2 separate regions of the Mus musculus genome follow, and region 2 is linked to region 1. The links are chromatin contacts, called in public HiChIP or PLAC-seq maps. All regions are on one chromosome and are shown on one strand. The core of a region is the stretch at or near the end of the contact, and the rest is flanking DNA. Distances in the headings are between cores, read along the strand shown.

Region 1 (5,191 bases), core at 420-2,919:
TCCTGTACACCAGATATTTACATTATGGTTTATGGCAATAGCAAAATTATAGTTATGAAATAGCAATGAAATAATTTTATGGTTGTGGAGGTTGTCACCACAACATGAGGAATTATTTTAAAGGGTCGCAACATTAGGACGGTTGAAAACCACTGTCTTCAGTCACCTCTGGCCTCTCCCCAGAGTGGCAGCACCTGGCAAGGTGCCTTGGCTGACATGGAGCTAACACTGAGTTTCTCATTTCTAGGACTCCGAAGGAGAGGTTCCGGCTCAGCGGAGGGTAAATATACAAGCTCCCGGGACAGCTGGAAGCTGTGCCAGGGGCCAGAGGGGACCACCAATGACCTGAGGCCAGTTCTGGCAGGGATGTCAATACATGCGTGATTCCGAAAGAAGTCTCCATCATGGGAGAGATGGAAGGAAGAAGAGGGCTAGGCCTATGGAGGGATGAGAAAGTCAGGGAGGGGTCCTGCTGTGAGCACCCCCTGACCCACAGACAAACACCCAGTGATGGAGTCTTTAAGTGGGGAGTGGTAACCTCCAAAACACATCTTTCTGTCTTTCATTGTTAAGGAGAAGTGGAGGCCTCTCAGTTAAGAAGACTGAACATAAAGAAGGATGGTAAGTTGGTGTCCAAGAGCTGTCCTCACCTGGCTGGTCCCGATTTCTGTGGATCCAAGATGGCTGGTGGCTGGAATGATAGTAACCCTAGCCACCTCTGTCAGGGGTCCCACAGTCAGCAGAGTCCTCAGCAATCTTGGTTGAGGGGACAAGCAGTGATGTCTATCTTTCCATGTAGGAACCGAAGGCCAGGGTTGGGGGCCTTAGAGCTACTGAAGGGCACAGCCTGGGTTTGGCATAGCCTAGGACTGGTGCCCAACCTACGCTCCTTTGGTTGTATGTGAGAGCACAGTGAGATCAATGCTTCACGAGCCGTGTGGTGGGGCACAGTTAGGGTGTGGGGGTTAGGAAGTTCCCCTGGAGAAGTGATGAGAGCTTCTTGGGCTTCCTCTGCTCCAAGCCTGGACTCCACGAGGACTTCAGGAAAGAGCTTGCGGATAGGAAAGAGAGACCTTGGGGTGTTCGTTTATGTAGATTTTTGAGACACAGCTTCTCTGCGTAGCCCTGGCTCTCAGGGAACTAGCTCTGTAGACCAGGATGCCCTCACGCTTAGGTCCTTTTCCCTCAGCATCCCCAGGACTAGAACTGCAGGAGTGCATGCTGGACTTCCCCTAAACTCTCTTTTGTATTCCCCTGAGTGAGAAAGAAGGGGGACCTTGCTGTCTATCCTGCTGACATCCCTTTTAAGAAGCATCGGAGATCCAGCCTCTCGTGCCTGTTAGCCTCAGAACGTCACACTTGGCATCTTTACGTGGTTTAATGCTCACTCAGGAAATTAATTCCTGAGCACCCCCGTGGGGCTGCGCTGGCGGCTCAGTCTGACGGAGAATCTCCTCTGAGACTTAGAGCCAGGGAGGCGGGAACCCATAAGCACAGATATAAACTCCAAGCTGAGTGGCTGTACACGTTCCAACAATAAAGAGGAGAGATGGATGGGCTGGAGAGGGGGCTCCTGGGTGCTAGTAACATGGGCTGGTCAGGAGCGAGAGCACTGTAGTGTATAAAACAGGAAGGGGCTGGGCCGGTGCTTTAGCCAATCAGTGTGCTTCCCCTTCCTTTCTCAGAGGACTGGAGTTTGGAGCACAGCACCTACATCAGATCCCCCACAAATGCCTGTAACTCCAGCTCCAAGGCATCTAACACCCCCTTCAGGCTTCTGTGGGTACTTACTTGATGCACACGTGCAAGCATATGTTCATGTGCACGCGCTCACGTGTGTGTGCGCGCGCACACACACACACACACACCGCAAAATAAAACTTAGAGTAGTCGGGCATGGTGATGCACATCTTTGACTCTTACACGCGTTCTCGCGACCGGCCAGGAAGAACGCAACAAACCGGAATCTTCTGCGGCAAAGCTTTATTGCTTACATCTTCAGGAGCCAGAGAGCAAGAGAGCAAGAGCAAGAGCTCTATTGCTTACATCTTTAGGAGCCAGAACGCAAGAGCGCAAGAGTGCAAGAGCGGGCTGGTGAGATGGCTCAGTGGGTAAGAGCACCCGACTGCTCTTCCAAAGGTCTGAAGTTCAAATCCCAGCAACCACATGGTGGCTCACAACCATCTGTAACAAGATCTGACGCCCTCTTCTGGAGTGTCTGAAGACAGCTACAGTGTACTTACATATAATAAATAAATAAATCTTTAAAAAAAAAAGAGTGCAAGAGCAAGAGAGCAAGCAAGCGAGAGAATAGCAAAACCCCGTCCCTTTTAAGGAGAATTATCCTCCGCCTAGGATGTGTCACTCCCTGATTGGCTGCAGCCCATCGGCCGAGTTGTCGTCACGGGGAAGGCAGAGCACATGGAGTGGAGAACTACCCTTGGCACATGCGCAGATTATTTGTTTACCACTTAGAACACAGGATGTCAGCGCCATCTTGTAACGGCGAATGTGAGGGCGGCTCCCAACATTTGACCCCAGCACTATGCTGGGAGAGACAGTTGGATCATCAGCTACCATTATACAGTGAAACCCTGTCTCATAAACAAACAAACAAACAAACAAATAGCTGGGTATGGTGGCACATGCTTTTAATCCTAGTACTCTGGAGCCAGAGGCAGGTGGATATCTGTGAAATCAAAGCCGGCTTGGTCTACACAGGGAGTTTCAAGTCACCCAAGGCAACACAGTAACACACACACACGCACATGCACACGCATACACACACACACACAGGAGAAACCTGGCATGCCAGGCATGGTACTGTGGCACTCACCTGTAACTCTAGTTGCTCTGACGGTTGAGGCAGAAGAATCCTAATTTGAAGGTCACCTTGGGCTGCGTAGAGACCCTGCCTTGAAAAACATCAAAAATTAAAAACGAGAGGGTTGTTGTGATGGCCTGAGTTGAGAGAGAGAGAGAGAGAGAGAGAGAACCATCCACCATCTTTTCTTGCAGATGAGTTTTTCCATTTTGTCCTTCTCTGCTTTGCCATCGGAGCCTTGCTGGTGTGTTACCACTACTATGCAGGTGAGGCCTGCGGGGGACCTGGGGAGGGGCTGTGTGGGCGGACAGGAGTCAACCTCCACTCCTACAATGAATAGCTAATTGTTGTCTCCTGGCTGCCTTGCAGACTGGTTCATGTCCCTCGGGGTCGGCCTGCTCACCTTTGCTTCTCTCGAGACCATTGGCATCTATTTCGGGCTCGGTAAGTGATCCTTCAAAAAACTACATAGCCCCGCAGGCTCCTGGAGGGGTGGCAGCTGGGCTGGCTGGCCATCACCCTCTAGATTGGCTAAGAGCCACAATCTAAACTTTTTTTTTTTAAAGTAAATTCCTCATGTTTGTATTTTCTTCCTGACCGCATTGTGAAGTCAAAGGGAGGTCATTGGCAAAACCTTGTGGAAAAAAGGGGTTAGTTCCACAAAAAACGGTTTGAAGTGGCAAACACACATAGCTCCTCAGATACTGAAAACAAGCAAGTAGAGCCAGAAATCGAGGTCGCGGGGTTTCCTGCCCCTGTTATTACAGCCTGTGATTCGTTTTCCGTGTAATAGCTGCAGCACTGTTATTGACGTTAGTCTGAAATTGCATGTTAAGGCTCTGTTTGCGTGGGGTGTGCTTTGGCTCTGGGGCAGCGGGGGAGTGAGCCTGACCCTGGGGCCCCTTAAGGGGCCACCGTCCTTACCAACATTTCCCCCTTGTTCTCTGAGCAGTGTACCGGATCCACAGCGTGCTTCAGGGCTTCATCCCCCTCCTTCAGAAGTTCCGGCTGCCAGGTAATGGTGCCGCACGTTTCCCCATCCAAAACCCTCTCCCGATTGGGGCTTTCTCCTTGGAAAAAGATCTGTCGTCTATGGAAAGTCCCTGAGTCAGGAGGCTCGGGTTCAAGTTCTGCCTGTGTCCTGTGACCCCCCCAGATAGCCCTTTTCTGTGCTGAGAATGGAATCCGAGACCTGCAGCACGCTAGGCAAGCCACAACCCAGCCGTCTGTAGCCTCAGGCTTCTCGGCTGGAAAGCTGGTGCATTTCTTACTGCACAGACTGTCCCTAAGTGAGGAAGCATGCAGAGGGGTGTCAGCATTGAAGAAAAGCCAGGAAGTCTGTACTCCTCAAATGCTACCTCCTCCCTGACTGTATTAAGTAACTTTGTAGTTTCCTTTGAGATAGCCTGGGCTAAAGAAGAGTCTCTATGAGTGTGTGTGTGTGTGTGTTGCTAGGATGGAACCCAAGGCTTCACACAGGCTAAGAAATTGCTCTACTGCAGAGCCATACCCCCACACATTGTCTTTGACCAGCAGCCCAGCGGCTTTGGACTTGATTGTATTGTGCCTCAGAGCCTAGAAGCCAGGGATGGTGTGTTTCTGTGCTGGAGATGGGAGTGGCAATATCTCCACAACTGTGAACCATGGGGGACCCACAGTGCCTTCAGAAAGAGTCCTTTGAGGCCATCCCTGTGATGTGTGGGCATTTGAGGTGGTGGTTGGAGCAAGACAGAGTCCTATGTCATTCGTCTGGCTTTGCCTTTCAGGGTTCAGGAGAACTAACTGAGATCACTGCCTGACAGCAGCTGAGCCAGTCCCCAATGTGACCACTGTAACCACTGCCATGCCTGAGCCCAGAAGACAGAACGACGCGCTGGAAGACACCAGAAGGCCACACAATAAAGAGCTCTTTCCTTCCACGTGATCTGAGTGTCGGCACCAGTGGGCAGGCTCTTGCTCTGCAGATTAACACGCAGTCTCCGTGGGGAAGAGAAGAGGGGATAGCGTCGGGTCAGCACGGAGGAGCTGGGATGCCATTGCTCATAGGTCAACATGAATCCTGGGTTCTGCAGGCTGGCATCTGCGGGCCTGGGTCTCTCTGGTGTCCTCAGGCCATGCCCAGGAGCTCACAGTTCCTGCAGAGCCTTCTTGGGACAGCCATTCTGAGGCAGGGAGCTACCAGGCTGGGTTCCCAGGGGAACTTGTTGCAGGTAAGACGCTGGGGACCAAAGCTGCGGACCCATCATAGCTGACCAACCCTGTTGCCCTTGGACTCCTAAAATCCAAATAAATTTTCTGTTCCTTGTGCTTAAAAAAAAAAGTCGACTAAATATTCCTTTAGATTTCTTCCCCACCCCACCCCTCCTC
Region 2 (5,537 bases), core at 2,373-4,872, 110 kb before region 1:
AGAAGGATGGAAAGTTGAGGGCCTGCCTCTTCTGTGTAGAGAGAGACTCTGCCTCAAGCACAAACAGGGCAGGGCCAGCAAGTGGCCCAGTAAATGAAGTCACTTGCTGCCAGGCATGATGATCTGAATTCCATCCCTGGAACACACTCCTGAAGGTTGGCCTCTTACCTTCACTTGAGCTCATACATAACATGTTACAAAATACATAAAATTTTCAGAAATGGTCTGCAGAGAGATGGTTCAGTAGTTTAATATGCTTGCTGCTTTTATAGAGGTTACTTTTTAGCACCCACATCAGGCAGCTCACAACTGCTTATAACAGCTCCTGGGGATCTGTCACCTTCTTTTGGCTTCATTGGGTACCTTAGCACATGTGGCATATATAGATATAAAGATATACATAAACATAAAAAAAAAATTAAGTCCTAATTACTTAACACTTTTTTTTCTTTTTGGTTTTCCGAGACAGGGTTTCTCTGTGTAGCCCTGGCTGTCCTGGAACTCACTCTGTAGACCAGGCTGGCCTCAAACTCAGAAATCTGCCTGCCTCTGCCTCCCAAGTGCTGGGATTAAAGGCATGCGCCACCACTGCCTGGCTACTTAACACTATTTTAAAATGTAGTTTGAAAATTAAATTATATCTCCTCCTCAAGGCAATATTACTCAAAAATGCATAGTATTCCACCCCATTTTTCATTAATAAAATATATTTTTCATTAATAAAATATATTCACCCATGCCAGTCATCATGGTATACTACTATAATCCTAACACTTGGGAGTCTGGAGAGAATCATGATCAAGGCCAGCCTGGGCTATATGGTAAGACCCTATATCAAAAAAGAGCAAAAAAACAAACCAAAAGATCCACTAGTGGCACACACACAGACAATGAGCAGATGGGCCTTATAATGTATATGTGATGAAAATACATACACAGTACCTGGGATGCTGATGCAAGAGGACCTCTGAATTCAAGGCAGCCTGGCTTATGAGAGTGTGAAGGCAGCTTTGGTTACACAGCAAAACCCTGTACAAAAAATACAAACCAAGTTTGTTGGACTAAATAAGCTATGTCTGCAGAAGTGTCTGTCTGTCTTGTTTAATGGAATTCTTTTTTTTAAAGATTTATTTGTTTTATGTATATGAGTACACTGTAACTGTACAGATGGTTATGAGCCATAATGTGATTGTTGGGAATTGAACTCAGGACCTCTGCTTGCTTCTGGCCCTGCTCTGGCCCCGCTCGAGTATATGGAATTCTTAAGATCCTAATATACTTATGAAACCTATCACTTTGTATTAGGTAGTTAATAAAATATTTTTATTAAAAAGTAAGGTCCCTTTGGCATTGTGTTCTTGACCACTTGCATTGGCTCTGAGGAATTTTAGATTTGCCCTTAATATCCCTGTGCGAGTGTGGCTTATGGCTCCATTGCAACTCACCCTTTAACCCTGATCCTTTGTGAAACCTTCTCTCTCCCAATGTTTGGTGCCATTTCCATGGCAGGTGGTATACCATCATGGTTCTAGTTCCGACGATCAATTGTCATTCTAAGGTTTGGTTTGAAAATTAAATCGAATGAAGGCAAAGTAAACCAGCTGTCAGGAAGCTATTTGTCGTAGGATAGCGAGTGGGTATAGGCAGATGTGCTCTGTTGCAGGCTAATTGATTTTTCCTCTGGTGAACAGGTGGCAGCTGTGAGAGGGATGCTGGAGGTGGAGAGATCATTGGTCACAGAGTAGTCAGGTTCAGTTCCTAGCATGTCTATGGAGGGGATCTGTTGCCCTCCTCTGGGCACACAGGTCGTGTGTATACATGCATGTGAAATAAGTTCACATAAGTGTAAAGAGATGTGATGTGGCAGGAAAGCTGGCCATACCTCCCACTTCACAATAACCCTTAATATTTTCACAAACATCACAGGAACACACATAAGTGCAGAGCTCTGTGCTGGGGAGGGAAAAGGATGAGAAGGCTCTGTAGAGACCTCCCAGGAAGAGAACAGTGCTAACAGTATGGCAGAGAAGACAAAGTGAGGATGGAGATCCAGACACAAGCAGGTCAGAGTCCAGAGAAATCTTTGGATGCCTGGGCCATGGCCAAGGTTAGGTGGCAAAGCAAATTTCCCAAATGTCAGCTATGAGATGAGATAAGGCTGCAGGGCAGGGCCACTTAACCCCCCTCTCCCTGGTCGCCTTGAAGGGGAGCTCTGTCTGGCCAATTGCTGGGGTTCCAGGGCGACTCTTTCTTTTCAGGAGATAAGGTTGCCTGACCTCCGTGCCTTCCCTCGCATCTCAGTGAAACCATGGTGCCTTGTCATGGTTTTGTAAGTGTTCAGAGGCTGTGGCTCAGAAGGGCCAGTAGAAGCGAGTGCCTCGGGTTGTGGGGAGTCAGGAGGATGCTAAATCTAGTGAAGATGGTCCCCAGCACAGAGAACTTGTTCAAATGTTGATCTTTATTTTGTGACCTACAGTTTAAAATGTTAGAATCAGGTGGGTAGTTCAGCAGTTGAGTTTTCCTGGCATGCCCAAGGCTTAGAGCTCAGTGCCCAGCAGTACAAAACTTTTTCTTTTTTTCTTTTTTTTTTTTTTTTTTGGAGACAGGATTTTTCTATGTAGACCAGACTGGCCACCAATTCACAGAGCTCCTCCTGTGTACTACCATACCTGGCCAGACCACATTTTTGTAAGTGTTTAATTAAATGGTTTTGTTTTGTGTTTAACACATTTACAGCCACTAACACTAGCTAACTCAAAGACATTTCTGAGCCTGGCGTGGTGGCACATGCCTTTAATCCCAGCACTTGGGAGGCAGAGGCAGATGGATTTCTGAGTTCGAGTCCAGCCTGGTCTACAAAGTGAGTTCCAGGACAGCCAGGGCTATACAGAGAAACCCTGTCTCGAAGAAACAGGTGTAAGGCCTGAGCCTGAGTCTGGATTCTTCCGTTTACTAGACTCCTCCATGTAGTGTGGGTCATGTATCTTTCCATGCACACCCCATAGTTCACCTATTAGTGGAGATTTCAAAGGTTTATTATTAGGACTGGTTCTAACCTGTTTCTGGCTTTGATTAAAGATAGGCTCTCATTGAGTGGCTCTGGCTGGCCTGGGACTTATGTAACACAAGCTGGCCTCAAACTTAACGTCTATCTTCCCGCGCTGGGATACAAGTGGTTGCCACCAAAACTGTTGATTCCAGACCATAACACCCAGTCATAGCACCAAATACCTGTCTTTTATTTGACCTTGACTGACTAGGATTCTCAGAACCCAGGGTAGAGTTATGATACTTTTTTTAAATGAGAAAAGTGAAGCCTGAAGATAAGATCTGTGAAGGACCTGCAGCTTACAAGAAAATAGGACATTTTTTTTTTTCTTCAGAATAGGGGGCCATGGGAAGACTGGGACATATGTATGATTTCCCAAAGGAGGCACCAGCCAGAGCTAAGCAAATCGCCGAAGCTCCTGACTTCCGGGTTTGGGAGGTGGAAGGGAAGAAAGGTTCTCCCGCCTCCTTCTTGCAAGTGGAAGCGCTCAGCCAATCGGTGTAGGGCATCTATAGTCATGACAACAGAGGCTTACTCTCAGCAGGTTGAGCAGCCTTTTGCAAAACCTGAAGCTTATTTCCACCAAACGGCTAAACTGGGGGCGTACTTCATAACGCCATCTACAGGAATCCTCCGGCTCCGGGCGGCAGAGCTGTTGGAGAGCTCCAGGATAGGCTAGAAGCCTCATTGTGCCGTCTCCATTGTGGGATAGGGAGTTCCAGAAGGTCACAAACGGCCTGGATTCCTATGCCCGGACCGGACCTAGCTAGAGAACCCGGCTGAGTCACGTGACTTGGAATCAAAGCCAGGCTCTTGCGCCTGGGAACCTGCATTTTTCTCAGTTGGGCAACAATGCGTTCTATATTGAAAAAGAGACCTGGAGAGGAGACAGTCAGCTGTCTGCCCCCAAACAAGTGCTTGGCAAAGGTTTGCAATTTGAGAGGTGGAGGGTACAAACAAACAAGAAGAGTTGGATGCCAGAAGACCCATGCTCTCCGAAAACCTCCTCCCCACCCATCTAATGCTTCGCAGTGGGATGCTGGTCTCTCTAGCCACCTTTCCAAAGCACACAGTCAGAATGTGGCAGAAACCCTGGCCAAACATAGTGGGAAGCAAAAGAAATCATCCAGGTTATGGGAGGCCCAGAAAGCCGAGGAGAGAAAAAGTCGTGTGACTTTCGGCTTGACGATCACAGACGCTGGTAAGTGACAGTGCTCTTCATGGAGATGGAAAGTGTCTGCAGGACCTGGTTAGATGAGACTGGAACCAGGGGACACGTTTAATCTTAGTCGTGGACACCTAAGACCCTGTAAACTATAGAAGTGAGATGTTTTCAGAACAACTAAGATGGCATGGTTGTGCTGGGATGGGGGTGCTCAGCACGGAGGTGAGTGGGAGAAGCTGCCTGGTGTAGAGTGTTGACACTTAGAGGAGTGACCAGGACAACAGGATGAGCCCAGGATGACGGCCAGAAAGGAAGGCAGCAGCTGAGGTGTGAGTCAGGGAAGGAGAACAAGTGTGTTTTCTGAGGCGAAGTGAGGGCTCTAAGGCAGGTGCTCCTGGGAGACACACAAGGGTCAGTAAATGGGGTCTTATCCAGCATTCGAGGCCCACAGTGACGTTCTGGGAATGTACAAACAGAAGCAAAGTCAGCCAGTGACATCAGAAAGTGTACCTGTGCATGCAGGAGTGGAAATTCAGCGCTTTCTCTTCCAACTCCACCATCTCTTCTAATGACAGGATGGTAGCCTCAGCCTGTCACTGCTTGGTCATAGTCCTGAAGAGCACTAGAAAGAAGTGGTGTGAAAAGTGAGTGGGTGGTAAGCAGGCCACCTGTCTGCAAGAGGGTGGCTGGGATAACACCTGATAGGCTAATCACTGTTCTTTGCCGAGAAGAGAGACAAGGCTTCAAGGCAACTCTTATGAAAGAAAACATTTAATTGGGGGTCTTGCTTATAGTTCCAGAGGCTTAGTTCATTATCATCATGGCAGGGAGTATGGTAGCAGACAGGTATGGAAAAGTAGCTGAGATCCATACCCTGATACACAAGCTGAGAGAGAGAACACCTGATGGGGGCTTTTAAAACCTCAAAGCCACTAGGCACTGGTTGTTAGCCTTTAATCCCAGCACTCAAAAGACAGAAGCAAGAAGATCTCTGAGTTCAAGGCCAGCCTAGTCTACAGAGGTAGTTCTAGGACAGCTAGGGCCATACAAAGAAACCCTATCTCAAGAAAAACAAGACTCAACGCCCACCCCTTGTGACACATTTCCTACAACTAGCTCTCCCCTCCTCTTCCTCTTCCTCTTCCTCTTCCTCTCCCTCCCCCTCCTCCTCTTCTCCACCTTCTCATCTTTTCAAACAGTTCTATTTCCTGGTGACTAAAAGTATTCAAACAAATGAGCTTAAGGGAGCCATTCTTATTCAAATTATCACACCCTTACTATGAAACTCAGGATGGGTAAGGCTGGAAGAGAAACCTCAAGGAA

The links. HiChIP or PLAC-seq counts read pairs in DNA pulled down with a chosen protein or histone mark.
Region 2: a contact with region 1 is called in an H3K27ac HiChIP or PLAC-seq map of embryonic stem cells, with 11 read pairs. The contact joins the promoter of Efcab12 here to the enhancer-like site in region 1. A contact is called at or near these places in 2 of 15 datasets of contacts at CTCF or cohesin (the G1E-ER4 cell line and pro-B cells), 3 of 484 Hi-C or Micro-C datasets (CD8 T cells, the G1E-ER4 cell line and the HL-1 cell line), 2 of 115 datasets of contacts at active chromatin or transcription factors (both in embryonic stem cells) and 3 of 9 other capture datasets (adipose tissue, liver and pancreatic islet).

Annotation. Positions count from the first base shown.
Region 1 is chr6:115,729,084-115,734,274 of GRCm38.p6, reverse strand. It overlaps Tmem40 (transmembrane protein 40), which reads left to right. Exons shown (of 12, transcript NM_144805.2): 7 at 248-280; 8 at 574-621; 9 at 3,019-3,090; 10 at 3,194-3,268; 11 at 3,777-3,839; 12 at 4,591-5,144. The coding sequence ends at 4,610. Among named protein-coding and RNA genes, the nearest start is that of Gm24008, 7.8 kb to the right of the region's middle. Within about 2 kb of position 1,669, at least 12 of the 459 cell types and tissues checked have an H3K27ac peak or open chromatin away from gene starts, as enhancers often do. A contact at or near this core is called in embryonic stem cells, where this site is marked.
Region 2 is chr6:115,836,497-115,842,033 of GRCm38.p6, reverse strand. Efcab12 (EF-hand calcium binding domain 12) reads left to right here and starts at 3,622. Exons shown (of 9, transcript NM_001110506.1): 1 at 3,622-4,250. The coding sequence starts at 3,902. It overlaps Mbd4 (methyl-CpG binding domain protein 4), which reads left to right. Exons shown (of 8, transcript NM_010774.2): 8 at 1-1,337.